Linked DNA regions of Mus musculus: regions 1, 2, 3 and 4 are each linked to region 5. Evidence: chromatin contacts called from public HiChIP or PLAC-seq and promoter capture Hi-C data. All regions are on one chromosome and are shown on one strand. The core of a region is the stretch at or near the end of the contact, and the rest is flanking DNA. Distances in the headings are between cores, read along the strand shown.

What was found. Promoter capture Hi-C pulls out the DNA fragments that hold promoters and counts their contacts. HiChIP or PLAC-seq counts read pairs in DNA pulled down with a chosen protein or histone mark.
Region 1: a contact with region 5 is called in a promoter capture Hi-C map of liver. The contact joins the enhancer-like site here to the promoter of Slc38a2 in region 5. A contact is called at or near these places in 3 of 39 promoter capture datasets (the HPC-7 cell line and liver), 2 of 15 datasets of contacts at CTCF or cohesin (the NIH/3T3 cell line and pro-B cells), 16 of 484 Hi-C or Micro-C datasets (adipose-derived mesenchymal stem cells, cortical neurons, embryonic fibroblasts and 8 more), 14 of 115 datasets of contacts at active chromatin or transcription factors (CD8 T cells, bone marrow-derived macrophages, craniofacial prominence and 9 more) and 3 of 9 other capture datasets (adipose tissue, liver and pancreatic islet).
Region 2: an H3K27ac HiChIP or PLAC-seq map of microglia shows a contact between it and region 5, with 5 times the contacts expected there. The contact joins the enhancer-like site here to the promoter of Slc38a2 in region 5. A contact is called at or near these places in 1 of 39 promoter capture datasets (liver), 1 of 15 datasets of contacts at CTCF or cohesin (CD8 T cells), 9 of 484 Hi-C or Micro-C datasets (Th2 cells, bone marrow-derived macrophages, cortical neurons and 5 more), 21 of 115 datasets of contacts at active chromatin or transcription factors (the 230-238 cell line, the SCID.adh cell line, acute myeloid leukemia and 14 more) and 3 of 9 other capture datasets (adipose tissue, liver and pancreatic islet).
Region 3: a contact with region 5 is called in an H3K27ac HiChIP or PLAC-seq map of extraembryonic endoderm stem cells. The contact joins the enhancer-like site here to the promoter of Slc38a2 in region 5. A contact is called at or near these places in 3 of 39 promoter capture datasets (the C10 cell line, embryonic stem cells and pre-B cells), 2 of 484 Hi-C or Micro-C datasets (bone marrow-derived macrophages and rod photoreceptor), 22 of 115 datasets of contacts at active chromatin or transcription factors (the 230-238 cell line, the SCID.adh cell line, Th17 cells and 15 more) and 2 of 9 other capture datasets (embryonic stem cells and liver).
Region 4: a contact with region 5 is called in a promoter capture Hi-C map of liver. The contact joins the enhancer-like site here to the promoter of Slc38a2 in region 5. A contact is called at or near these places in 8 of 39 promoter capture datasets (the 3T3-L1 cell line, 3T3-L1-derived adipocytes, cranial neural crest and 3 more), 1 of 15 datasets of contacts at CTCF or cohesin (the NIH/3T3 cell line), 12 of 484 Hi-C or Micro-C datasets (the 3T3-L1 cell line, 3T3-L1-derived adipocytes, the C2C12 cell line and 6 more), 13 of 115 datasets of contacts at active chromatin or transcription factors (CD8 T cells, the NIH/3T3 cell line, bone marrow-derived macrophages and 9 more) and 3 of 9 other capture datasets (adipose tissue, liver and pancreatic islet).

Annotation. Positions count from the first base shown.
Region 1 is chr15:96,856,271-96,861,751 of GRCm38.p6, forward strand. No RefSeq gene overlaps it. Among named protein-coding and RNA genes, the nearest start is that of Gm32677, 20 kb to the left of the region's middle. Within about 2 kb of position 1,666, at least 10 of the 459 cell types and tissues checked have an H3K27ac peak or open chromatin away from gene starts, as enhancers often do. A contact at or near this core is called in liver, where this site is marked.
Region 2 is chr15:96,562,838-96,568,835 of GRCm38.p6, forward strand. No RefSeq gene overlaps it. Among named protein-coding and RNA genes, the nearest start is that of Gm32457, 16 kb to the right of the region's middle. Within about 2 kb of position 4,119, at least 85 of the 459 cell types and tissues checked have an H3K27ac peak or open chromatin away from gene starts, as enhancers often do. A contact at or near this core is called in CD8 T cells, Th2 cells, acute myeloid leukemia and 7 more, where this site is marked.
Region 3 is chr15:96,522,764-96,528,178 of GRCm38.p6, forward strand. No RefSeq gene overlaps it. Among named protein-coding and RNA genes, the nearest start is that of Gm32406, 18 kb to the left of the region's middle. Within about 2 kb of position 1,563, at least 65 of the 459 cell types and tissues checked have an H3K27ac peak or open chromatin away from gene starts, as enhancers often do. A contact at or near this core is called in craniofacial prominence, extraembryonic endoderm stem cells, forebrain and 2 more, where this site is marked.
Region 4 is chr15:96,876,099-96,881,343 of GRCm38.p6, forward strand. No RefSeq gene overlaps it. Among named protein-coding and RNA genes, the nearest start is that of Gm32677, 40 kb to the left of the region's middle. Within about 2 kb of position 2,888, at least 21 of the 459 cell types and tissues checked have an H3K27ac peak or open chromatin away from gene starts, as enhancers often do. A contact at or near this core is called in epidermal suprabasal cells and liver, where this site is marked.
Region 5 is chr15:96,696,620-96,702,394 of GRCm38.p6, forward strand. Slc38a2 (solute carrier family 38, member 2) reads right to left here and starts at 3,109. Exons shown (of 16, transcript NM_175121.4): 1 at 2,789-3,109; 2 at 1,996-2,198; 3 at 1,563-1,644; 4 at 1,303-1,418. The coding sequence starts at 2,111.

The sequences.
Region 1 (5,481 bases), core at 416-2,915, 160 kb after region 5:
ATGATGCTGGAGAAGTCGCTGAGAGCTACATTCTGATCCACAAGCAGAGAGACTTTGGGTTTGGCACGGACTTCTGAAACTTCAAAGCCCACCTCCAATGACACACTTCCTCCAACAAGGCCACACCTCCTAATCCTTTCAAATAGTGCCACTACCTGGGACCAAGCATTTGAATCTATGAGTCATTCTCATTCAAACCACCACATATGAAACAGAAACAGTCATGGTCTCTAGGACTCCAGAGTATGGGGTGCTGAGGCTATGCCAACGGATAGCTCAGTGTTGTGTAAAAATGCCACAGTTACAGCAGGCAGAGAGTGGTGCAATTCCAGGTGAAGGGGGTGCTGTGGAGGGGTAACAGAGCCAAGATGGTGGATGTTCGAGTTGTAATTAAAGAGCAAATAGAGATATTTGCCTAGAGGACAGTGGGAGAAGTAGTCACGGAAGGGGGTAGCCTGGGCAAAGGGCACAGTCCTAAGGAGGAGCTTGTGGGTAGGGTGTGAGGGGTCATAGGGGGTAATGCTCAATGGTGTCACTGATAGACCCTCACCCTCACTCATGGGGGCAGTTCTGACCCAGAAAAGGGCCTGACTAGACTTTGGTGATTGACAGATGACTCTAGACATCCTGAAGCTGCTGCGCTGGAGGGAGGCGTGCAGAGACTCATGGGTAAGGAGAGCAGATCACCACTGTGACTGTACCACATGTAAGCACACACTGCTCCCTTCGCTGTGGAGTGGGACGGGGCTGCGTAAATGCTGTGTCTACACTGAGCACAGGTCTAAGATGTTCAGTTGGCTCTTTTTTTTTTTTTTTAAGACTGGGTCTTGTGTGGTTACAAGGCTGGCCTTGAACTTGCTGTGTAGGCAAGGATGGCCTTAAACTCATAATCCTCATGTTTCTGCCTCTAGTGTGATGGGATTACAGGCGTACATTTAGGTCTTATGATATAATTCAAAGCCTCAGAAAGCCAGGAAAACCTATTAAGACAAGGGAAGTCAGACACGGAGCAGTTTTTGGTTTCTTTGTGTACACATGTTATTTTTCTACATTCAGGCCAAAAGCTTTCAGGTTATTATTAGCCCATTTGAACATCTCACCAACATAAGGCTAATAACAATGTGAACTTGATTTTACTTTATGCACATTGGTGTTTTGCTTGCATGTATGTCTGTGTGAGGATGTCGGATCCCCTGGAGTTACTGACAGCTGTGAGCTGCCATGTGGGTGCTGAGACTTGAACCCAAGTTCTTTGGAAGAACAGCCAGTTCTCTTAACCACTGAACTATCTCTCCAGCCCCAACAGCGTGAACTTGTGTTAAACCCACTCTAACTGGGATTTAAGGAAGGCATTTCTAAAGGAATTCTCCAACAGGGCAAATGAGAAGGTTCAATTTCACTAAAAACCTGGACTTGATACATACATTTAGTTGTAGTTTTACAAATATGTTTGACAACCAAGCCCTAAAGACACATTTTGACTAAAGATTCCTTTGTCCTCAAAAGAAGGAAGGAAGGGAGGGTGCTGTTAAATCCAGGAGCTATTTTTTTCTGTTTTTGCTCTCACCTTCGCCATTTCTGTGGCTGAGACTCTGAACAGGGAGTGCTGGGGCAGATCCCCTCTAGCAATCCAACCAGGTCAAGGGTAACAGGCAGACAAGGAAAAACAAACATTTAAAGGCAACAATGTTGCAGAAATGAAGCCGGTGGGAGGGGTAAGCCAGACTCTTTTACTTTGACTGTGAGATAACGTCCTAACAGGTGCTGGGACTTAGGTCAACATTATTAATAGAATGGAAATTCTAATGGGAGCAGCAGAGTGATCCTGGGAGCTAAGCACTAAGACCCTGGTAAGGAGCAAATGGTCTCAAATATCCCCTTGTCACAGAAGGGGTCCTCGTCGCCAGCTACACCTCCCTCTCCTACCTCATTTACCTCAGTGTTAGGCATCACTTTATCCTGCCTTGAATGCTGTTTGGTTTAACTGGAATCTACCAACATACTTACCTACCTCGTCCCTCTATTGGGGTTGCTGCTGGTGTAGCATAGAAAGGCCTTTGAAACAAGCTGGTATGTTACTCCAAATATTTCCCAGCATCTAAGGCTTCTAGATAGCAGTTACCCATTGGAATGGCAGGTGAGGAGTGCTGGCTCCCGACAGCTTAGATTTCTGACTCTGCCTCTTAGGCATGTGGCCCAAGGATAGTTCTATCCTTCTCTGTCTGACTTTCTCCCAGCACATGAATGATGAACTTCTGCGGTTGTACTTTGATTTTTTATTTATTTTTGAAACATGGCTTCAGTCTTAGCCCAGGCTGGTAAGAACTCAGTACATAGCACAGGCTGGCTTAGAACTTTTGGCAATCCCTCTGTCTCAACCATTTGAGTTCTGGAATCACAGAGTTGACCCACCTTATCTGGCTTGAATGATGTACTTTTAAAACCCATAAAATGTGACTTCTGTTGTCTACTACTTAATATTGGGCCGCTACTGTTAACATGCGTTCACAGTTTCAAGATTATTACAAATGGGAAACTTCCTCCAGCTCATACCTGTGAGTGGCTCACCTTATTTTAACAGAGTAGAGCCAAGATAGTCTACAGAATCAGCAGTGTGATGGCTGAAGAGACCAAAGAACGAGCCATGGTTAGACTCCCCAATAAATGGTGAAGATGGGAGTGGTTTCTCACATGGCCTGTCAAGTTCACCCAGGACACATGGGTCTTCATTTGGATTAGAAGCATGTGTGTGTGTGTGTGTGTGTGTGTGTGTGTGTGTGTGTGTGTGTGTGTGTGTGTGTATAAGCACTATGAACAACGTGGGTGCACTATGGGCAGTATGGGAGCACTATGAGCAATGTGAGAGCACTATGAGCAATGTGGAAGCACTATGGGACTTGTGAGAGCACTATGGGAAGTATGGGAGTACTATAGACAAAGTGGGAGCACTATGGGATATGTGGGAGTACTATGGGCAATGATACACACGCAGGAGGGCAGCTTTCAAGGTGGATTGTTCTGGAAGGAGAAAGTGAATGAAAGCTGGGAGGGACTGGTGAGACTGTGGTGCTAAGCCCTGAACACTGTGCTAAAGGAGCTGGATAAGGTTCAGAAAGTAATGGTTCAGCCCCTGAAGAAACTATTGAAACTATTTAGGGCAGCACAGGGGCATATTTCTGTTTTAGAAAATCCACATCAATGGGGAACCTGCTGGATGGTAGGGATCGAAGGAGGAGATAAGAGCAGAGTTAAAAGGCTTTAATGCTATTTTAAGGGAAAACACGATATGGGCCTGAGTGATTACAGCAGAGACAGGGAGGGAAGATTGACCACGGCTGTGTCCATTGGACAAGGTCATCAGACTGAAGATCACATCCACTCTAGAGAAAAAGGAGAAACAATGTCTAAGGCATGTGCCTACTCTGAGCAACTAGATAATATTAGGAAGCAGACACACAGTGTCTCACTCAAAGAAATTCACTGTTGAACAGGAGAGGGACAAACAATTTTTTAAAAGAGCGCACAGCATGGATTAGGATTGGGGAATTTTCAAGCCTGTGTTACGTCTGTGGCAGTCTGCAGAGTGCTTTGCACATGCCTTTCCTCTGTATGTTTATGCCAATCTGTAAACATAGCCTCTCCCAGTCATCACCTGTGAGTGGGTATGGAGCCTTGGCAGGATTTTTGAGGCCCTAAGTGACTTTCCCTCTGGATTTAGCTTTCTTATATATATTATATATTTTGAAGCCCAAGGAGCTACATCAAAAATTCATCCTTTCCTTTACAAAATGTAACCTCTTATTCCAAAGAAGAGGCGCGTGCAAACCGTCACTAGTCATTTGTCCACAAAGAGTCCCTGTCTTGGGTCTGGTCTTGTGCACAGGACAAGGAACGGATGAAATTTCTGTTATCAGGGAGAAGGGAAAAGAAGTACAGACTACATGGGGTTAACCATTATGGAATATTGTTGGAAAATCAGTTCAGATGACTTAGTAAGTTTTAGGCAGATAGAAACTTAATTCATAAGGGTTTTGTTTGTTTGTTTGTTTTTGGGTTTTTTTTTTTCTTGTTTTTTGTTTTTTTGAGACAGGGCTTCTCTGTATAGCCCTGGCTGTCCTGGAACTCACTTTGTAGACCAGGCTGGCCCCGAACTTAGAAATCTGCCTGCCTCTGCCTCCCGAGTGCTGGGATTAAAGGCGTGCACCACCACTGCCCAGCTAATTCATAAGTTTATTCTTTATCCTTTGTTATAATTTAGACCAGCCAGAGGAAGGTAGAGAAGCCAGATCCTGAGCCTGAGTTCTGATCTCTGACCTGACATCTATCTGTTTGTTGCCCCACATGGAAGATCTAGGTTAATGACGGATCTTCCACCGAGATCTGAGCATCTTTGAAGGTGTGCTAGCATTGAGTGGATAGATTACTGTCTTTGTTATTGTGTTCATTGACATATGCTTGTGTGTGTGGAGGGGTGGTAGGTAGAATGCAAGGCAGGAGGATGTCAAGAATGAATGGGCATGGCCCATCAAGACAAGTGGACTGTACGTGGAGTGGACCATCCCATGCGTGTGTGTACCACTGTTGGTTGACTGACTGAATTCTCTCTCCATCACTCTCCAGAGTCCTCAGAAGTTGGTTCTCACAAAAATGGCAAGAATTTCTGTCTCAAGAACATGTTGAGTCCCCTTGACTAACCTTCTCACTCATTCTTAGAAAGGGCATCACCCCTTTTCCTGCAGACAGAAGTGTCTAAGTTGTAGTTAATATTTTTAGGGACTAGGGCACAGCCAATGAGGTGATCAACCCCAGGGTGACATACACCAGGATAGACTTGAACTCCAGATCATGCCTACTTGCGTACGTAGTTTTGGCCCCACCTCCTAAGTGCTGGGATTAGAGGTGCGTGCCACAGTGCCCACCCCAAATCCTTTATAATTGAGGAATGTGTTTATTCAAAACTCTAGCAAACATGATGCAATTTTGGGATCCAGTAAGTCTACCTACAAGAAGAATAATCTAAAAATCCAAGTATTTCTGTTCAAAGCTTTTTTATAGAATTATAGCTACTTTTCTTGGAGTTGATTATTGTTTGTCAAGCCAAGCAGTGGTAATTAAGGCGAACTGATACCTACAGCATCCGTGTATTAGAGGGTAAGCTCCTTTCCATTGCCCTCGTTTGTCCTTCGTTGTTGATTACACTTTCCATTTCTTCCAAGGCCTACAGGAAAGGCTGGCAATTTTTTAATCATCAAATCAAAGCTCCTTCTTAGAATCATTTCATTTGGTGTAATGCAAGGCACGCTGTGGGTAATTCGATCAGCTCGGTCATTCCCACAATTAGAACAAGATCATACCTTCCTGAAATATTCGCTAGGTCCACTGTTGGAGTCACACAAAAGCAATGCGCATAGTCTGGATATCGTGTGGCCCCAAACCAGTTGTTGCTTTAAAATACTACGTACACAAGTAGGCATGTAAGGA
Region 2 (5,998 bases), core at 2,869-5,368, 130 kb before region 5:
AAGCCAGCTAGGACTCCCTGCAATACCTTCTGAAAAGAAGAGGAGGCCATTTTGTGTAGGGCTCAGGAGATGTTGGTTCAAGAGAGAGGACTTCTATGGGACAGGCTCTTGGGGCTGGTTCCTCGGCTATGGTAAAATTTAAGTTAGCATTGCATTTGGCGCTCTATCTGAAAGACCATCAGTAGTCTGATAGTTTTGATACGCTGACGTCTGCCATTTGCTTACAGCCAGAACACTGTTGTTGGAGCAGTTTCCCAATTGACAGAAAGTATCCTTAGCCCAGGGGTTAGGGTCATTCATTCTTCTCCCCAGGTTTTGCTACAGTTTTTCATTTTGAGTTTAGTAGCAGAGAGGCTGAACCTTAACTATAGCCCAGAACAGGATAACCATTTCCAGAAAAGTCCTGTAGAGTAGCAATTGCGCAAAGGCCAGTCTGAGGGGGTAGTATGAAGGTCACAGGGTTCCTGCTCAGCTAGGGCTTAGCTGGTTGTTTCCTGGAGAGCAGCTGGGGGTCCTCCATTGCCTCACAGGCGCATGGACCTGCTTCTGGAGATACGATTGCTGGATTCTTCTCAGGTGGGGACACTGTGTGAGCTGTCAAGTCTCAACCCTGATGTGATGGATCCAGGAGTCTACATGCGTGACCTTAGTGACCACAGGAGTGGATAAAATGACAGGATCCTTATTGGCGCTTAGGGAAGGTGTCTCTTTGATTGTTTTGTTACAAGAACTACATCCCCAGGTGGGGTGGGGTGGCGAGGGAAGTCTCCACAGTCCTCATTTCTAGGTCTCATTTAAGTTCTGAGAGGACATGCTGGAACTTGGCTGATGGGTGATCTATGTTACCAGCTAGTTAGTTTCAAGATCATGTAACAAACCCCTTGAGAGGAAAGTCTCCCAGAGATTGCTTCACAGGGGGAGTTTTGGAGGACGAAGGACTAGACAAGAAGATTCAGTCAGTATAGTTATAGAGTTAGATAAGGGTCCCCCGGCCCCGCCCACCCCGGAGGGAGGGGAGCCAAACCACAGACAGCTGTAAGGTAGCAAGATCTAGGTAACAATTGTGGGCCAGTTTTAGCTGGTCTTGATGGTAAGTGAAAGGACTCTGGCTGACGTGAGAGTGGCCAGCATGACAGGAGTGGAGGGTGTGTTTAGCACAGCTCTGGTGGGCCTTGCCCTTCCCCCATCCCCTCTGTCTTGCTAACAAACCATTAGATTACATCCTTAAAGCTACCCACAAGGTCTATTCCCTTTTTTTAGCCACTTCCTCCTCCTGAAGCTGACTACCAAGGTCCAGCTATCAAAGTGTTGAAGTCCAGCAATCAAAAGCTCTCTTTAAGGGCTGGAGAGATGGCTCAGTGGTCAAGAGCTCTGACTGCTCTCTTCCAGAGGTCCAGAGTTCAAATCCCAGCAACCATATGGTGGCTCACAACCATCTGCAAAGGGGTCTGATGCCCTCTTCTGGTGTGTGTCTGAAGAGAGCAATCATATACGTAAAATAAATAAATACATAAATCTTTTTTTTTTTTTTTTTTGAGACATGGTTTCTCTGTATAGCCCTGGCTGTCCTGGAACTCACTTTGTAGACCAGGCTGGCCTCGAACTCAGAAATCTGCCTACCTCTGCCTCCAGAGTGCTGGGATTAAAAACATGTGCCACCATGCTGGCTCATAAATCATTTTTAAAAAGCTCCTTTGGCTCACTTAATTCATATGTCCAATTAAAATTAAACACCTCATCCTAACACTGTCTTTCCCCTTTGCCTTTATAAACCGCCATTTTCCTATGGTCCACATCTGTCTCCTCTCTATCCAGAGGCTGTCCTTTGTCTCGCTCCAGGACAAACAGTTCTGTCCCCTCTCCCTCTTTCCCTTCCCCTTCTTCCTCATCCTCTATCTCCTGCCTTTGTCCCTTCTCCCCTGTCCTTTGTCCCTCTGAAGTAAATAAGTCTTCGTTGTGTTGAGAACTTGGTCTTGGGCATCCTGAGCTGATACTTTTCCTAACAGTGAGGAAAGTTGACCACAGGGAACCTCAGACCATTTCTCTCTGTTTTGCAGAATCGATCCAGCTGAGGGGCAGTATTACAATTGAGGCTTCTCTGGAGGCAGGCTTTTCCCCCCGTCACCCATGGGGTATTGCGATTATGCCTCCTGACAAAAGAAAATCCGGGGTTTTGTTTGAGTGTCTGTCTTAGTTACGGTTTACTGCTGTGAACAGATGCCATGACCAAGGCAACTCTTATAAGGACGGCATTTAATTGGGGCTGGCTTACAGGTTCAGAGGTTCAGCCCATTATCATCAATGTGGGAACATGGCAGCATCTAGGCAGGCATGGTGCAGGAGGAGCTGAGAGTTCTACATCTTCATCTGAAGGCTGCTAGGGAAATACTGGCTTCCAGGCAGCTAGGGTGAGGGTCTTAAAGCTCACATCCACAGTGACACACCTACTCCAACTAGGCCACACCTCCTAATAGTGCCACTCCCTGGGCCAAGCATATACAAACCATCACAGTATCTGAAGGACCAAGTCTTCCCAGTGTTTGAGAAGGCAGGTGATTTGCAACTTCAGCAACCAGAAGAGGGAAGACAGAGAAAGCCTACCCCACCCCTAGTCCACACCTCCCCATGGCTCAGCTCCTGCCATCTCCTGGTTCCTCCTTTAGTCTTTCTTATGGCCATGACACCCTTCTGTGTTCTGTAGCTGTGCTTGCATCAAAGATATTTTTGATGTAGTCATTCTTCAACACACTTGCTTTGCTATGTGAGGTTTATAAAGGCTTATCTGTCACAGAGTGGGTGACTCCTCAATGAGGAGCATCCTAAAGCCATCAATGGCAGAACTGTGATTGGGAGGGGAAAATGGCCACGGTCCCAAGGACCATTAAGATAGAAGAGTCCATGGCTCAAGAAGTAGACATTCCAAGGGCACTATTGGATACCTGCACAGCAATATCCACTGACTTCCAAAGGTCCCTGTCCATAAAGACTAGGCCAGAGGCAGTTAAGGGGATATGCTAACTGGTTTTGTGTGTCAACTTGATACAACCTAGAGTTTGCACAGAGAAAGGATCTTCAGTTGAGGAAATACCTCCATGAGCTCAAGCTGTAAGGCATGTTCTCAATGAATGATCAAGGCAGGCAGGGGAGGGCCCATCCCTGGGCTGGTGGTCCTGGGTTCTAGAAGAATGCAAGCTGAGCAAGCCATGAGGAGCAAGCAAGCCAGTAAGCAGCACCCCTCCATGGCCTCTGCATCAGCTCCTGCCTCCAGGTTTCTGCCCTGCTTGAGTTCCTGTCCTGACTTCCTTTGGTGATGAGCAGCAATGTGGAAGTGTATGCTGAACAAACCCTTTCCTCCTGAACCTGCTTTTTTTGGTGATGTTGTTTTGTCACAGCAACAAAACCCTGAGACTGGGATGATGTTTGAGGTGGGAAAAGAAGCATCAGACAATGACCAGTAAAGATTCCCACTTCCCTTTCTGCACAGCTTTAAAGTAACTATGGGAGAACACTGCGGACTCACTCCCACTGAATGTACTGCCTGTTAAATGAGTTCACTAACCATAAAAGGACTGATGTCTGCCACTTTCTGCTCAGAGACTTCCTTTACTCACTCCCTATCTCCACATAGAGGCCAAACGCAGGCAGGAAAGAGAAGTGTGCCTCGGGACCAAAGAGGACTGCATCACTAGTCCATTTTAAAAGCTGTCGCACGTAAAAACATGGTACAAGTAGCTGGTTTTGCATGGCTTCAGTTGCAAGCCCAACACCATGGAAGTGCAGGAGGCACAGTCAATGGGCGCAGGCATGGGGGAGGTGTGACCTTCCCCGTGGGCCTTTCCCAGGAGCATAGTCCAGCAGGTACAGGGGAAAGAACAGCCAGCAATGGCAAGCAGAGAATCCGCTATTTGCCACCGTTCCTCCTCAAGATGTTTGGTTCGTTGGGTTCTAATCCCAGGGTTAGGTTTGGTTAGGAGTGACAATACCATTCCCCGGTTCTGCATGGAATAAGTTCAAGGAGGAAGCTTCTCCTAGGAGGGCAAGTGCACTGTTCCCTGCTCCTGGAGGGGGCGGGGCTGACTGTTCCCTGCTCCTGGAGGAGGCGGGGCTGACTGAGGCTTCCGGAAGTGCTCCTTGTGGTCGGAGAGGGGACCGGCAGATGGGCATGCTCCCTTCTGAGTGCTGCTTTGAGATGTTCAGTCGGGTATCCCAACCTTGAGTAAGGTTCTTCTCAAAGCCCAGAGGAGCTGTACCTGGGGATGCTGGTGCGCCTGTAGGGGAGCCACGAGCTTGCTGCATGGGACAGACAGAGAAACCAACATCCGGGAAAGACAGACGGTGGCGGTGGTGCAAGATGTCGAGAAAGTAAAAGTAATTTCCTCATTGGCACAGCAAACAGCTCCGAGGGGGATGGGAGTCTCCGGAGGTGTCTGGCCTTTCATGGAGCCTTGGGGTCCTCACCTTTGTTGGGATTCAGACCCGGGACAAACAGCTGAGGTGAATATTTAACATACCAAAGTAGACTTGGCTTCCAGGTTCTCCCAGCATTCCTCAGTCCCTCCCTAGCAGACCCTGAACTTTTCAGCCACAGAACTGTGTGAGGCAGCTCTATTTTGGACCAAGAAAGACTCTCCTTCTCTACAGATGAGTTGGAGATGCACACTTTGTAGAAAAGCCTTGAAGACACTAAAATAGGGGGAAGGCATGGGCACTGGCAGTTTTTCGGTGACCTTCCAGTGGAACACTACACAGCCTTGCAAATTTATTTTAAAAAGACCTATGGCAGGTGGATAAAATAATAGCCATAGCAGGCAGTGGTGGTGCACACCTTTAATCCCAGCACTTGGGAGGCAGAGGCAGGTGGATCTCTGAGTTTGAGGCCAGCCTGGTCTACAGAGTGAGTTCCAGGACAGCCAGGACTACACAGAGAAACCCTGTCTGAAAAAGCAAAAACAAAAAAAGAAAAAAAAAAAAGATAGTCATGAGCTACTAAAGTAGCCACCCAGGTATAGTCTCTTCATCACAGGCCTCTGCTCCCTGAAGCTTGCCCACGGCTGTTACAGACCACAGGCTAATAATGGGCTCCTCACAGCACGGCCTTGCCCAGAATCTCACAGAGAGGGACGGTGTGCCAAGGACCTTAAACTACTGACTACTGACACTCCGAGAGCAGACACTTGGGCACAGGCTTCTGAGCTGACCTCCCCTAGACACATCCCAGGCTGCACCAGTGCAGCAGCAAGCATGCCCGGGACTGTTTTCAATCCAGGAGCAACAGTTTTATGTACACCAAGTGACAACCCAAGGTCCAGCAGAACAGAATCCCAGAGGGCAGGATGACCTGAGAAGAAAAGCTTCCCTGAGCTGACAGGATTTTAATGCCCCATTTCATGGCTATATAAGGAAGCCATGGGTCCTTCTTCTCAAGCTGTCAGTGTACGGCAGTGCAGTAGAGTTTCCTCAACAAAACAGAATTAAACTTCTCTGTCCTCTCTGAACACTGTGACTGAGTCCCTCTACTTTGGCAAGGCAATGTTGCCCTGGCCTGCCTCGAAAGATCATGCTGGAGACTGCTGGCCATTTGACAGTAATGACAGTAATGACAGTAAGGAGCTAACGCCTGCAAAGCTCGCCCAAGAAAACTGGCCTAGAGCCAACCTTACAGGCCTGTAACCTGTGCCCTAGTTCCAAAGGCAGGTCACTAATCTTGTTTAGGCTAACAAAGGCACTTCCTCTTAGACAAGGAACGTCAGCCATAGGGACATTCAAGTAGGAAGGAATTCTCTTAAATACATAGACAGGACAGGCGAATGCAACATTTCTTAGGTTTGCTTCCTAGTCAAAAAAAAAAAAAAAAAAAAAAGAACTTTTAAAGCTACGTTCTATTGCACCAGTAGCTACTTAGCACTGCACAATTCTAGACTGAAAAGGAAGCCTTTAGGGTCACCTAACATCAAACCACACCTACCCAGATACACAGGCCGACCATACGGAGAACCGC
Region 3 (5,415 bases), core at 313-2,812, 180 kb before region 5:
TAGAGGTCTTGTGGGGTGGAGGAAGGGGAGTAGGGACATCCACGTGGAGACAGGGGGCCAGGGAGGAGGTATGGGATGTGGAACAGTCAGAGGGTGGACTGGGAGGGGAATAAAATCTGGAGTGTAAATAAATAAATAAATAAATAAATAAATAAATAAATAAATAAATGATTTTTTAAAAAAACGTTCTTCCTCTCCTCGCCCCTGCCACACCACCTGCCCCAGGTGTCCCTTATCCTCACCCCTGCCCTCACCACCTGCCCCGAGGGTCCCTTATCCTCATCCCTGCCACACCACCTGCCCTGAGTATCCCAGAGTAAGGGCCGCTCTCTCTCTGAGCTCCCAACATGTCCGCTCCCTTACATTCTGGTTTCTCACCTCAGCACAACATGGGCATCGTATTGGCACGTTTGTTTGGGCGCTACTTGTCTAAAGGCTGTTTCTCCGCTAGCCTGTAAGCCCCAAGGGAAAGGGCAGAGCTGTGTTATTTAGTTCACATGTGTATGCTCACGGCCTTGCATGTAGGACACCATCAATGCCTGTTGAACAAATGCTTAGGGGGGAAAAAAGGCTTTCCTTTCTTGAGGCGGGGGTCTCTGCTTAGGCTAGTCTTCCCGTTCTAGCCTCCCACGTGCTGGGAGTACGGGTTCTGACCACATCTGGTGAAAAATAGGGTCCGTTTAAGTTTGAACTATGAAGACTGTAGGGGTTATTTTAAAAGGAATTTTAAATTTGGTATGTTTTAGGACTCTTTTCTTTAGGGAAGGAAAAATAACTATCACTGACACTCTGATGAGTATATTTATAACTTCAGGAGGTCGGGTGTCGCAAAAGAGTTGATATATACCACTTATACCAAGTGTGCTGGCACACGCCTTTGATTGAAGTATGCCCGAGGCAGAGACAGGCAAGCTCTGTGAGTTCAAGGCCTGCTGGGGCTACAAAGTGATACAGAAGAGTGGGTGATACAAAGCAGCACCCACTTGTGTCATTGATCTCTCTGGAGGTAAATGACGTCAGTGAGCCCTGGAGGCTCTGCGCATCATGCAGTGGTCCCATCAGTGACGGCAGAAGTAGAAGCTGCATTTAGCATTTACTGCTGCTACATGTTGCATTTAGCATTTACTATGCTGCTACATGTTGCATTTAGCATTTACTGTGCTGCTACATGTTGCATTTAGCATTTACTATGCTGCTACATGTTGCATTTAGCATTTACTATGCTGCTACATGTTGCATTTAGCATTTACTATGCTGCTACATGTTGGGTGATTCTCCTGCCTCCTCTGCTTGTTCTTCTGGTTAAAAAGGTAGATTTATTATTATTATTATTATTATTATTATTATTGGGGGGAAGAGGAGGGGGAGATGGAAGAGGAGGGAGTGGAGGAGGAGGGGGAGGAGGAGGAAGAGGAGGGAGTGGAGGAGGAGGGGGAGGAGGAGGCTGTTGTCATTACCTCAACCTGACTGGCACAGAGGGACCAGTATAGATCCCCAGCTGACTTCTTGCAGTGTTCTGATTAGTTCTGGCCCTAAAGCTGCTTTTTCTTCCGCGACTCATCCCACGTATGCTCGCTTAGTCACATGGGTACAAGACATTGTTTAGGGAGACATTCCAACACAGCCCAGCTTTCAATAGCCTGTCAATCAAGTTGCCCTTGCTGGAAGCATTCCTTAGATAAGGACCTCTCTCCTCTATGCCTTTGTTAGCATGTTTGCCTGGAGATCTGCCATCCCCGGCTTTCAAGGAGGTTTGAGTAGGCTCTTTCCCCTTCTTTCTTCCCAGACTTTCCTCAGCAAGAGGTGGGTGTTGGGTGACAGGCCTGCTGCGGCCTTCTCATCTGCAGGGTAGCACAGATGGCAAACATCAGGGTGGGGACTCATGCCCAGCTCTGCCTTACTTGCAAGGCCGCTCTTCCCGGCACGCTACCCTCCACCCCCTCTCTGACTTAGAGCAGAGCAGTAGCTGTCTTTCTATGTTCTGCTTGTTGTTCGTTTGGTTGGTTTGGTTTTTCAACACAGGGTTTCTCCGTGTAGCCCAGGCTGTCCTGGAACTCACTCTGTAGACCAGGCTGGTCTCAAACTCAAGAGATCCACCTGCCTCTGCATCCCGAGTGCTGGGATTAATGGTGCACCCCACCACCGCCCTGCTGCATCTCTGATTTTAATTGGTGTTGTTAGCATTATCTGTCTGGCTGCTGGGCACAGTCCTTGGGCAGTTTTGCTGCTGTATCAGCCCGAAGGTCTGCAGTTTTAAGAACCTGAGACAGTGAGAAGAAAGCTCGTAGGAAAGGAAGGCACGGTTTGAACTGCAAGGTGGTACGGGTGAGACTTCAGCAGACGGCCGAGTTGGTGCTGAATGCACTCGATAATTTCAATAGAGATAACACGGTAGCCTCTTAATGCGTGTTGCAGAATTGGAATGTAGTCACCAAAATTCAAGTGTTCGAAACTTCCCCAGTGCAGCAGAGGTGAGAAACGAGCCAAACAGGAAGTGTTTGTTTCACTGAGTGTTGTAGAGAAAGGATCTCTTGTAAGCATCACCTGTCAATAAAAAAAAAAAAAAGAAAAACACAAAAAGACCAACAAACAAACAAACAAACAAACAAACAAATAGGAGGTGGGGCACTGGCAGGAAGAGAGAGGATTCTGGGAAATAGTGAGTGTATAAAAGAGAGAGTCAAGAGACCATGGAGACAGACCACAGAGAGGGGTCTAAACCAGCAGATTAGATGAACTCAGGGAGACACGTGAAGAAAGAAGGGGGCTGGGACTGAAAGAGAGGTAACTAACCAACTGGTAGACATAGAATAGTTTAAATGGTTAACTAAGTCACAAGCTACTCAGAGAATGAGTCAAAACTTACGGCCTAGGAATTTAATAATAACTAATTAGTCGTGGAGTCTTCTTTCCAGGAGCTAGGAAAGGAAAAATGGATTTTATTATTATTTTTTGCGTGGTGTCCACCTAATTAATATTAAGAAGACTTGGATTTTATTAAAATTTTACAGGGTGTCTCCCTATTAATAGTAAAAAGGGCTTTTTGTTATTTGTTTATATAGTACTAGAGGTCAAACCCTGGGGCCACTGAGCTATGACCCAGGCTCCTCTACCCTAATAAAGGACAATTGTCGCTATAAAAGGGTGAGCGGTATGTTTTCTTGTTTGTGGTTTTGTCTTCTCTTACCCCGTCTGCCTTCCGCCATGGGGAGAGGCCATGAGAAAGTTCTTACCTGATACTGCCGGCTCCAGTCTTGGTCTCCCCTGTCTTCACAATGAAGAAAAAAATAAATGTATATTTTTTTAATGGATTCTCAGCCTCTGTTAACTCTTTACAACAGAACAAAACAGACAAAAGCACACGTTGATATTTAGACTTATTTTTCAGGAACCATTGTTAGCAGCGAGGTGTACCCTGTGAGAAATAGCTACGTGCTCCTTGTTCGCCCTGAACTGTGGGTCTTCCCCGAGGACGGTTGGCAACCAGCCGAGGAAGACACATTCCCAGGGCAGAAGTAAGCAAATGCTATAGATGAGAGCGTGCTCTCTTCTCAGAAAGCTGGCTGCGGGGCGTTTGCCAATCTGCCAATATTGATGGGGAGATCTATGACACTTTCTGCTTCCTGTACGCAGAGATCACGTGCCTGCCACACGAGAGGATCTGGTAAAGAACCAACACATCAAACCGGAACAGACCGGATTCCTGTAAGGAGCAATAAATAATGTTCCTTCCCCCCACCCCACCCCCACCCCTGAACTGGAAGATAGAAAATCAATATCTCAACTTAATTACTAATAAACTCAATCAGAAGTTGCAACATGGAACCGGGCTAAATGGGTTCCCTCATTCCTTGCTGCTGAGAGGAATAAGCTCATGTGATCACTGGCTGCACTGGACCATGACAGGTTCTGGGTCTCTTTCACACATGTCTTTTCTTGCATGTTGGAGTAGAGAACGTGTTTGTCCTGACACACTCACCGCCAAGCCGTTCTGAGTGACAGGGGTTTTGAAACAGACCCAGAAGCAGAGGCTGTTCCCTGCATGTTTCCTTCCTACTTTGGCGTCGCAACTGAGCAGCAGTCCCTTGACAGATGATGATGGTGGTGGTGGTGGTGAGGAGGAGGAGGAGGGAGAGGAGGAGGGAGAAGAGGAGGAGGAGGAAGAGGAGAAACGGCTCATCCCCTTTCTTCCCGAAAAGATTCCAGAAAAGGTTCCTGGCGTCTGCAATATGCAAAGCTGCTATTTTATGGGCCAGGGTGGAAGCCCGAGTTGTATTGGGCGACGAGTTACCCACAGTGCTCTGTTCTAATCTCTTTCCACTGGATGATCTTTGATCACACCAGCTGTTTAGTTTTATGCTACTGCTGGGGGCAATGGTGAGGAAGTCTTCATTTCACTCTGTAAGGAATCAGCGGTGGTCGTGGGGTCCATTTTATCTAAAATGTCACCTATAATTGATGCTAGATAATTTGTTTGGGTTTTATTTCACTAAACAAAAAAAAATCAATCTATCTACCAATGTGAGACCTTCAGAGTCCGCCTTCTGAGAATTTTCACGAGGCAATTAGTTAGTCCGTTGAAAAATAGATGGGCCATTTGGTTTTAATGACTTACTGTCCAACTGAGTTGGCTAGTACTTATAGGAACCGGCATCAGTGTGGCAGGGGTTGTGAACCTACAGAGACAGATAGCCTCTCATTCTTCCTCAGGCCATAGCATAATGAATTTTTGTCTGTATCTCCGATGTTTAGAAGAACACACAATGCATTTTGTAATTATGGGAGTATGATATTATTAGTCCTCTGCTGGGCATTAGGTAAGGGGCTGGGCCAACCCAGGCCTCTGGTCTTCCACAATGTCTATTCAGGTCAAGCTTTCAGTGGGAGATCTCTGTATTTGACCTTCCTCAAAAATATATCCTTTGATGTAGCTGTTGTCTGAGCAGTAGCATTGTTTCAAAGGCCGACTTAAGGGGTCTCTAGATAGCACCTAAATCTAATCTAGGTTGTTAACGACTTGGCATCTGCAGACAGTTTTTCTCATCTGCAGGAAATGAGGTGTCCCTTGTCAGCACTGCAGGGCCCCACAGCTGGTACAAAGTGACACCATTGTTAGCAGCGCCTGCAGGAGGCTGGGGCAGAGTCCTCAGCACTGGGCTCCCTGCTCTGTGTAGGGGCAAGGAAACACTGACAACACCATTGTGAGAAGGCTCGGTTGTCCCGCATAGGCAGCCTTCAGAGGGACAGTACCAGGGCACCACAGCTCTGCTGTGAACTCTCTGTCCTGTTACAGACTCCAGCCCACGTATCACTTAGGAAATTCAATACAGTTTGCATTATTTATTTGATGGATTTCATTTCAGAGAATGTCTCATTCCCCCGGTCCCATTGAAAAAGTATCATGTTGGTTGTAAT
Region 4 (5,245 bases), core at 1,638-4,137, 180 kb after region 5:
CAACACACGGGCAGAGAAGCAAGTAGGATAGCATTTATTTACTAACAACTCTCTTGGAAGTTGGCATTAAAGGTTGTTTTTCTCAGTTCTTACAAGTCCCTCATAGTAGGATGGCCGCTGGTTTGCTGACAAGCTCCATAGCATATCCGATAGCTCCAGATAGCTGTGCCAACCTGGCGCACTGTACAGAGAAGACTGGACAGAACTTAACTGGATAGGTAAGATTTTGTGGTTGTTTATGCAACAGTCCTCTCTCGGTATCGAACAAACAAGGCCGTGGAGAGAGAGCCACTTGGGTTGTGAAGTTGCCTTGCTTATGGAGACATTTGAATCTTACATTCTAAACAGTCAACGGCATGAGACATCAGTGACCACTTCCCTATATGCGCAAATCCTGCACCAGACTGTGCTGTCAAGAACGGCTCCATTGTAGACGGGGGACACGACCCACACCAGCTGTAACTGGCTCCTAAGAGAGGTGAATCTTGCTGGTGGGAGATAGATGCACTCTCTTCTCCTGATGACCATGCTGATCTGACTGCACTAGGCAGCCCCAGCGCTTGCTGGTTGCTGGACTTGCTGGGAGGTGAATCTGAGTTGGGAAGACAGGAAAGAAAGGGTAGAAGAAGGGAAGTCACAAGTGTGGGGAGGAGATGAAGAGCTAGGAGAACATCAATGTGAAGGCTCCTGAGACGCCTGGGTGTCGAGTGGCCGAAGGAATCTGAAGATCAAGCAAGCTTAACATTTAACAGAGGTGTTTCTGATGGGCACAAGCCCTGCGCCTTTGGGGAAGTCGGCCGTAAGTACTCATTCTCTGTGGACTTCCTTTTGGTTTTGGATCAAAAATTATGGGAATGGTTTCATCCTCTGGGTGGGACAGGGTCGGCCTAAGATGAGCGAGTAGAGAAACTCTTACAGAGCTGAGGTTGTTTGTGGAATGTACCACCTCCTCTCTCGACAGCTCTCCCTGTCTCGTCTACTCCGAATGGCCAGCGGCTTGTTGGAGGCTTGGGTTCTCAGGAAAGCCATGGAAGGATGGTTGAACCAAGGAGAAAGTCGAGGCCAGCTGACACTCTGTTGTATTTAAGAAGCTTGAAAATGTGCTTCCTTATTAAGGGAGAAAGTAGGAGTGGAAATTTTTATTCTCTAGCACTGCGCTTTCTGTCCAAACGTTAATTATTTGTGGCACACGAGGCTGCTGGCATTTTGTGATATAAACACACCAGTCAGTGAGCCTGCACTTGGATTTTTTTTTTTAAAGTCAAGTTGAAGCTGGTCAACTTTGTGTCAAGTATAGCAAACAGATCTCTGGAATCTGGCGATGGTTTCGAAACCATTTCATGCGCATGAATTTAATTTACTGAGGCATAATTGTAGGCTGCCTCTCTAGCATCTGCCATGCAGCAGAGGGGGGCGTGTGTGTGGAAATCTCTTCAGGAAGCAGTATGGCAGTGTGAGGCTTGTAGACTGGTACCTACGTGTTTAAAGAGGCCACATTTTTGGGCTTGTCATCGCTTATGAATAATAGCCACGGTATATTGTAAAGTCCATACCATTGGCCGACTGCTCCAACTTGTTTTCTAATGAGTCTGAGGTTTAATTTGTTTACATTGCTTCAGTGGATGCCCTGGCATTGATAGAGAGGAATAACGCACATAAAGGAAGAGAAAAACTGAAGGCAGAAAGACAAAGGGAGGCAGACTGTCCGGGTCCTTGTCACCGGGAAGCCTCCTGTGCTGTTTCTGACCTACATGCAGGGAACTGACAGTGGTGTTGAGGGAAGTGCTCAAGGAGAAGTTATTTGTTGGAACAATCCCTGTATGGTATGTCTTAGCATTCGAGAATCTTCTAGAAGACACTTGGAGTATACAAACAGGAGAAGCGCTTGACTACTGATCGGCATTTAGCCACAACTATGCCAGTCTCCTAGTCATGGGGAAGACTGACTGCCAAGTTCCAGGCCGGTTCTACCCCCGGTCGAGTCCTTACATGCTTCTGTGAAGCTTAGGCAAGATTTCATTTTCTCATGATTCATAGAGCTCACTGTTCGATGGCACACGATATATATTCCCCTCAAGGAGAAGATGACACAGCCCAACAGGTTTCATGGAAATCCAGAATGGGAGTCACATATTAAGCAGTCTTAATCCAAGCAATTGTTACTAAATTTGTAATGGTGTAACTTTGTAGACATGGACATCCTGCTGTTGGGTTTCTAAACTTTGTTCTCAGAAGTCTGCCTCTGTCCTATGCTTGTCCACCTTTACCCAGCAGAGCTGTGTGTGAGATAGGGGTGGGGGTGGGGGAATGGGGTGGATTCATGCTTTTCTTTTTTTTTAAAGATTTATTTATTTTATTTTATGTATATGAGTACACTATAGATGTACAGATGATTGTGGGCCACCTCCATGTGGTTGTTGGGAGTTGAGTTTTTAGGACCTCTGCTCTCTCTGGTCGAACCCGCTCGCTCAGTCCCTGATCGCTCCAGCCCAAAGATTGATTTATTATTACACATAAGTACATCATAGCTGTCTCCAGATGCACCAGAAGAGGGTGTCGGATCTCATTACGGATGGTTGTGAGCCACCATGTGGTCGCTGGGATTTGAACTCCAGATCTTCAGAAGAGCAGTCAGTGCTCTTAACCGCTGAGCCATCTCTCCAGCCTGGATTTCTGCTTTTCATGTTAATCTGTACGAAAATTCACCTTCATAAAGTCTGTTTCCTCCTCCTCTTCCCTTTCCTCTTCTGGCATCAGGCTCTGAGAGCATTCATTCATCCTTGTGTGCCTGCAAGCTCATTATTTATTTCTTCCAGACTGTCACCATTCACAAAATCTCGAGGGTGACGTAAGCAAATTCACTGAATCACTGGTGAAAACCGGTGTAGAAAGCAGGGCAAAGGGAAGCCTGTGGCACGCCTCTGGTGCCTGCCCTTCTGGAACCTTCTCTCTGTGGGTGCAGTTGTTGAACAGCTTAAAGATCATTTATTCAAGAAACACTGGCTGCTGCCTGAACTGGGCTTTGTGGAAGGAAGCTGACCTTGTCCCTGAATCTAAATAGCCCTAAGGAGCAAGGCAGACAAGCCCAGTCACAGCCTCTTCACAGCTCCTTTTGGTTTGCTGACAACTATATGTTCTGACATGGAGGTTTATTAAATTAAAAATAACTTATAGCAAAACATAGATGAAATAAAAGCAAAAGGTATTTGGTGAACATTTTACAGTTTAGGCCACTTGGGAGCTTACACATGAAAAAACAACATTGAATGACCCCCAAAGACAAAAATTCTGTTCTTTTTTTCTTTAGATATTATCTTACTGTATAGGCCAAGCTAGCCTATAACTCACAGTCCTCCTGAGTCAGCCTCTGAGATGCCGGAATTACAGGTGCATGCCATGACGCTCGGCTTCTCTATTTACTCTTGAAGAGTTTCAAGTGCCCAAGAAATACCTCATCTATGTTTGAGGGGGACGAGCAGGCGATGACTGGAGAGGAGACAAGGCAAAGACTGACATAAATGGTTTGTTTATCTACCTGGCTGCATTCCTTATTTCAATCTGTCAATCTCTGGGTCCACGTCAGGTACTCTATGCTGATTTGGATCGAAATAAATAAACTGTGAGTGAAGCAAGACCAAAGTATTAATATTAATAGCAAAAAATATCCACTTTGTGCTATTAATATTTCAAAAATATTAGAAACAGATCATTAAATTACCTAAAAAATCCTACTACAATTTGGACTATAGCTGCATTAAAATATTGGCTTTCCCAATTCAATATTGTATTTTGTTGCTTTTTGTTAATACTTGTTTACTGCATATGAATTTACGCATGTGAAGGCCACTTGTGAAGGCCAGTCTTCTACTATATGGGTCTTAGAAATAGAAATTGTGTCGTCACGCCTCTTAGCAAGTGCCTTTACCTGCTGAGCTATCTCCCTGGCTCCCATATCAGTATTTTGACCAGGAACGTGATATAATACTCATGTCATTGCCGAACAGAGGAGAAGCCATGCCGTCTTTGGGACTGTGTAACTAAGAGAAGCCATGCCGTCTTTGGGACTGTGGTGGCCATGTCTGCATAGGAGAGGAAAAGCAGACACGGTAGGACAATCATTCAGTTGTGCAACTGGTGTTTGAAGTGTCCACGTGATATCAAGCAGAGATGGTACTGATCTGGGTGTTGGCACTGAGACTAGAAGACCAGGCCAGCCAGCCTTCCTGTCTGGCCTGTTGGTGTCTCTGGAAGTACGGACAGGCTCATAGCAAGAACAGATAGAACACGGTGAATGAGCTTGCATGTGCTTGCCCTCATTTGCTTTCTGTGGCTGTGATAAACACCATGACCAGACGCGACTTGGGCGAGGAAAGGGTTTGATCGTCTCACACTTCCACTGCACATTCCGTCACTGGGTAAATTCAAGCAGGAACCTTTGCAGAGAGAGACTATGGAGGGATGCTGCTTACTGCCTTCCACCCAGGTTCATGCTTAGATTCTTTTCCTATACAGCCCAGTCTCATCTGTCTAGGGATGGTGTTGCCCACAGTGGGCTAGGCTCTCTTCCATAATTTGCCATCAAGAAAATGCCCCCACAAACATGCCGACAGGCCAAGGGGATGGAGGCAGCTCTTCAACTGAGGTTCCTTCCCGAGTGTGTCAAATTTACAAGTTCAGGCCTCGTAGTGCTGATTTGAAACTTTCCTACAGTTTTCTCTTGCTGTTGTTGTTGTTGTTGATAGTGACACAGTTGTGGGAAAATAAAGCTTACCACTAGAGCCATTGTAACCGGTATGTCACAGCCATGGTGAGTACGTGTACACAGTTGTGTGCTATTACAGCCGTCTCCAGAGGCACACACATATTCAGCATACAGCTGCATATTTTGCTTGCAGAAATACATTTTCAAATCTTCTCCCAGTTCTCAATCAGCACACACTAGTCCCGCCCCCCCCCTGCCCCCCATCACACTGTAAAGACTTTTCAAGCCGTCTGGAGAGTCAACGGCTTGTTGCTACTCTGTTCTGCTCAAATGTGGGGGTTCCACGGGCTACGTGAAAGGTGTGTCATCGGGGTCTATCTGCCCTTCAAAACAGAAAGGGCTTTGTAAAGGCTGGGGCAATCTATTCTCCCACATCTTATAAACTGTAGAGAGAACTCTATTTATTTTTTATTATTTGCAGTAAACAATTTCCTTTTGGAAACCAGCCCATGAAAACAAAACAAAACAAGCAAACAAACAAAA
Region 5 (5,775 bases), core at 1,859-4,358:
CTACAGCACCAGAGTAAGCTGTTAGAGTGGACTCCCCAGAGCTCAAGGGTGACACCGTTCAGTTTTACTTTCAGTTACGAAACAGAGTTACCAATGACCACATTGGTAGAATTTCAAAAATTGTTCCCAGTTTTTCTGGCAAGAGCCGGGAAAGGGTTCCAAATATTTAACTTTGATTCCGGCCGTTCAAATTCCCAACAAAACCTGAAATTTCAGGATGTTCTGTACCAAGGCCACGCACGTTTTTTTTTGCAAGGACCCCCCCAAATCTTCATCTTGATGCTTCTAGTTACCCAAAGCCAGACTTTAACATCTGTGTGGGGTCTGACAAAGCAGAGCTTTTCTCTCAAACATTTTTTTTTATTATGCCGGGAGAAAGTCATTTGAGTGCTAGATCCCCATCAACTAACCAAAATTTCTCAACTGTCACAAAAAGGGACAGCTGTCGAGTGTGTGCACTTCCCATTGGTGCAGAGGTTATGGTGAAGTCAGAGGCGCCTCCACACAAACTGTGTCAGCCATGATCTACAGGCAGTTTGAAAATCTCAACACAGAACTACACACTCAAACACATACATGCTTTTGTATTTGGAAACAGCCTTTTTTCCCCCCCTCTTACTACTGCTCTGATGGCCCGGGGAATCGAACTCAGAAATCAATCTGCATGCCAGGCAAGCCAAGCAGCCTAGTGCTGACCTCTAGTCTACCACTCTTCCATCATATCAACCACGGGTAAGTGACCCCCAAATGGGTAACCCTCCAAAACATGACTTCTGGAGGTTCAGCCAACTAACTTAAAAAAAAATTAGTAGACTCTTACTTAGAAGTCAGGCACCAATCCTATGTATCCGGAAAGACTTTTTAAAAAGTGAATTTGCTCTTTAGCATCCAGAAAATTATGACTCACTTGCTCTTAGACAAATATGATCTGGGCTAGGTAAATACCACCACACCTTATACACCTCCAACCTTCTTTTCCTTATGTCACAGGTTCTAGGGCGAGACCGTCAACTTATAAAACCCATCTATTTTACAATTAACAATACCTTCTGGAAAGGCTGGCCTTAACCGGTCAGTTTTAAGCGCTATCCCACGTTCTGTCTAACTTGCTTGCACGAGGACGTACAATAATAGCAGTAAAACAGAGATTCGGATTTCCCATACTTTCAAGCTTAAATTATTTTTAACACCGACTACTTTGAACCGCAAGTTGCTTTTTTTTTTTTTTTTTTTTCCTGGAGCCAAGAATATGTTTATCATATTAACTGCCCTGCACGGCAGGCACCACTTACACATACTTACATAAAAAGAGCAATTCCAGTATTAGCCATGGCATAAGAAAGCCCAAGGATTCCACTGCCCACAATCGCATTGCTCAGATTAAATACTGACATTCCAAAGGAAGTAGTACCTGGATGCTACACAGAGGGAAACGATAACCAAACATATAACAATAATTAAAAGGAGAAAAACCAGCTTCGGGCAAGTCAGATTTGAAATCTAAAAGTAACACTATTCTTTGACTCCATAAAGCCAAGCACATAACAGTACTGTTAACTTACAAAGTCTGTTTCGTACTTCTTCTTCCCCAAATTTGATTCAAGTAAAAAGTTCTGGTTTTCGGGATCCACGTCGGCATAATGGCTGCAAACACATAATTTTTTTTTTTTTTAAAAAGGCCGTTGTAACCCAACTGAAAGATACGAAAACTATAGTTTACATCATGTAAAGCCCTTCAGTTCTGCTTAAGTTAATGCATGAACTAGGTGTTCTCGAAGGTAATACCATCTGTCATGCAGTAACAACCGGGTAATTTAGCAGGCTACTCTCTCCGGGGCTGTGAGCCAGGGGAGACCGAGGCTTCGGGTGAGCCTTCTGGTTCCTGGGTGTGCGCGTTAGCCTGTAACCGATGAGCAATCCCTCCAGCCCCGAGGCACCCGTGTGTGCAAGCTGGCTTTTTTTTTTTAATTTGCAAAGCACATTTCTTTTTCCCACCTTTTCAGAGCAGCCTGCTTGGTGGGGTATGAGTAGTTGAAGTCACTGTTGGAGCTGTAACTGCTGCTGTCCTCATCCGGGGAGATGTTGAACCTTCCCATTTCGGTCTTCTTCATGCTGCTCGGGAGGGACGGACGGTGTGCGGCTCGCTCGCGGCGCGGGCTTCCTTTTGTCCTTGGCGGCGCACTGGCCCTCGAGGCTGCCTGCGAAGGTAGAAGGCGGCGCGTCAGGACTGCGGCGCGCGCCCGCCCGCCCCCCCCCCGTACCACGTGACGCCGCCGAGCGGCGCAGCGCGGCTGATTCATCCCCCGCCAGGCGAGTGGAAAAGTACCAGGCGAGCGAGGGGCGGGGGCGCGGCGAGGGGCGGAAAAGTACCGACGGCGGGGCCGCGAGAACAAAGATGCGCCCGCCGAGGCGCCCCTCCAGCCGCCCCGGCGCTGAGCCCGGTCCCCCTGCCCCAGCCGGGGCTTGTTTACAGGGCGCACGCCGAGCCTAGCCTCCGGCAAGCCGGGGACTGCCCCGGGTACCCGGTCACCCGCCCCTCCTCTACCCCGGGAGGAACTGATGCAATACCGAGGGGCGATTGATTGTCAAGCCCTCGCGCGGTTCGCCTTGCCCCACGCCCGGACCGGACGATTATTTTCGAGGCACAAGACCCGATTGCAAGCAGCCGAGCGGCCCGTGCGCGATTCCCCCTTCCCCCTAACGGGAGGCTGTGGCCGGGTGGCCGCAAGCCCCCGCTCCCGCCGCCGGCGCCGCCCGCGTCCCCGCCGCCGCCCCTCCCCCGCCTCACCTCGGTGCTCTCCCTGCGAGCTGGCCCACCTCACGGCAGCGTCTCCCGTGGGCTGTCTCGGTCACACACCAGAATTGTAAAACGAGGGAAAAAATGTAACAGTGACGGAGTCCTTTTCTTTTATTTTTTTTAATAAAAAATTTTTAAAATTTCCCCGTAATCCAACAACAGGCAGAAGAGGTGGATTTTTTTTTCCTCTTTAATTATTAAAGAAAAATGAAAAAAAAGAGCGGGGAATGGCGATCACGATCCTCCGGCGGAGATTGAGGGGTAGCGGCGCGGGCGACGGCGTGGCGCGGTGTGGAGCAGCTTCCCGAGCGCGAGTTATAGCGGCGGGGCGCCGCGTCAGTGGGCGGGGCGCGGGCGTTCGCCTTTGTGTATCAACAGCACCTGGGCTCCGCCTCCCTCCCGGTTGCCCCGCACCCCGAATCGGGGGGCCAGCCGCACCCCGCTTCCCCGCGGCTCGGGGCACTGCAGCCCCGTGGGTGGCCGCCACCCGCGGCTGCTGTAATTACGGAGCCGGATCCCTTAGATTCCCTCCCAGCCCGGTCTCCAACGCTGCGTTTCGGGGACGCAGCCGGCGAGTGTGCAGTACCCTACCCTCCCAGCCCCCCCCCCCATAACCATTCCCAGCCCGTGACTTAAGATTTGATTTACGTGAAGGGTTTTTTTTTTTTTTTTTCTCCCGCAGAACTTGGGCGGGCGCTGCCACGCTGCCCAGAGGGCCGGTTTGTGTTCTCGATCTTTCCACCTAGATGTGCTTTCACTCTCCAGTGCTAGCCTGGTGGTGAATGAGAGGCGGCTCGCAGTTGCGTGTCGGCATAGACTTTTGGGTTGCACGTGCCACAGCGTACTAGGGAGGGTTTGCGTTTGACCAGCAAGCCAGACACACCTTTAATAAAAGAACCTCGGGCTGGGTTCTTCCGAGGCCGCCCAGGGGCGCCCTGTTCCCTCTTGGTGGACACTTTCCCTCCTGCTACCACCCCACCCCTGGTGCTAGCGTCTCCCCGGGCTTCCAGCGAGAGCGCCCTCGTTGGAATGTAGGCCTGGAGCTTTCTCTACAGCCCAGATCCCTCGGTGGTGCTTTTGGTCTTGCAGAGCCGGGCGGCTCAGGGGGACCCCTAGACGAGAATATTCGGTGCTGCCGGAATGGCGAGGGCCCTTCCCTTTCGGTTGAACAAAGACCCCCGAGGAGAGCGAAATGCTGGTTGAATGAAAGAATAAACAAACGAGTTTGACCTGGTGCTCTCTTCCTTTGGGGGACGTGGGAGAGATTGGGCTGGGCATAGAGGAAAGGGTTGGGTGTGATCACACTTTTTTGCCTTCAATGTTTTCCTGAGGAAATCTGCAACACTGCCTATTTCCGTGGCACGAAAGTCTTGGGGTACCTTCAGCCCGTGTCAGTGTTCATGATTGACAGGGCAGGACCCTATTTCCCCTTTACACACTGTGTTCTTCATCCTAAACCTCTGGTCCGGTCAGCCATACTTAAACAATAGCCTTAGAATGAATGCTGCACGTCCCCTCGCCCCTCTCAAGGGCGGTGGTCACTCTAGACCTAAGGAGCCAGGAACGCCTTTTTTCGGCTTGCCTATAATTAATGCTCCCCTCCTCAGTCCTACTTTTGCAGTTCTGTTTTCTAAACCATGTGGTGTCCGGACTTCATAAACCTGTGCTGTCTTGCACAGTCCTCAGATTGTTCGAATTTGTTTGTAGTCTTGTATCGACAGTCTCCCCATGGAGACCGAACTCTCCTCAGAGGGGAGGTTAGGAATCTGACATATAATCGTAGCTAAAAAAGTCTTGATTACCTTACCCCGCCCCCCTCCCAACTGCACACCCTAGTAACATCGGATAAACTCCTGTCAGGAAACGCTTGGTGGTGGACTCAGGAATCCTGGGAAATTCCTTTCTATCAGGTTTCAACTGATAAAACTCAAAAGATCTTAAACCACTTTTTCATTCTAGGTAAATCTCTTGCCCTGTTAGAGGTATTCAGGAAGTTCTGTAGGTTATTGGTTATGGCTGCAATTTGGAATACAATTAGACCTATTGTCCTTTGGACTTTTTCCATGGTTCATACTGCAGGATAGTTAAGGAGAGAGGTGGGGAGGGAGAGAAGGACTGAGGGGAAGGGAGAGGAGAGGAGAGGAGGGAGAGGGAGAGGGAGAGGGAGAGGGAGAGGGAGAGGGAGAGGGAGAGGGAGAGGGAGAGGGAGAGGGAGAGGGAGAGGGAGAGGGAGAGGGAGAGGGAGAGGGGAGAGGGAGGGAGAGGGGAGGGAGAGGGAGAGGAGAGGGAGAGGGGAGAGGGGAGGGAAAGGGAGAGGGGAGGGGAGAGGAATAGATTTGGAGGCTTGTAATCTTTATCTGAATTTCCGGATGGTCAGAAACTGAATAGTACGTGACAATAACAATGCAAAGCAAAAAGGTGATTTTTCTATCACCACTTTGATTCTTCCCAGTAGTGAATCGAAAATGCGCGTTACTAGGCCTGGAGAGATGACTCAGTGGGTAAGAGCGCTGGCTGCTCTTCCAGAGGCCTCAGGTTCAGTTCTCAGCAGCAACATGGCAGCTCACTACTGTGCCCTAACCTGGTGAACAGGGAGACACAACTCTATCCCAGACACACTTACTCTATTAATGGCACGTCCTTCTAAAGCGGCCTGGTTTGTGTAGCGATTTATACACTGGAACTCTAACACTGCCATATTTAACTCCATCTGGGGGGTGGGGGGTGAATCGAAAGCCGTCTTCTGTCTTCTGTGGCCGTGGCCACAGCACACACCCGGTGCACAGACGTACACACAGGCAAAACTCCAATACACCTAAAAATAAATCTTTTTAAAAAAATTCTAACACAAGAGTTTTCCCACTGAGACCTCCACTGGGTTATTGCTGTTGTCCTGTGTCTAGAAGGCAGGAGACACAACTGTATCCCCAAATGTGGCAAAGCTGACGTGTCTGCATTTTTCAAACTGCAAAAGAGAG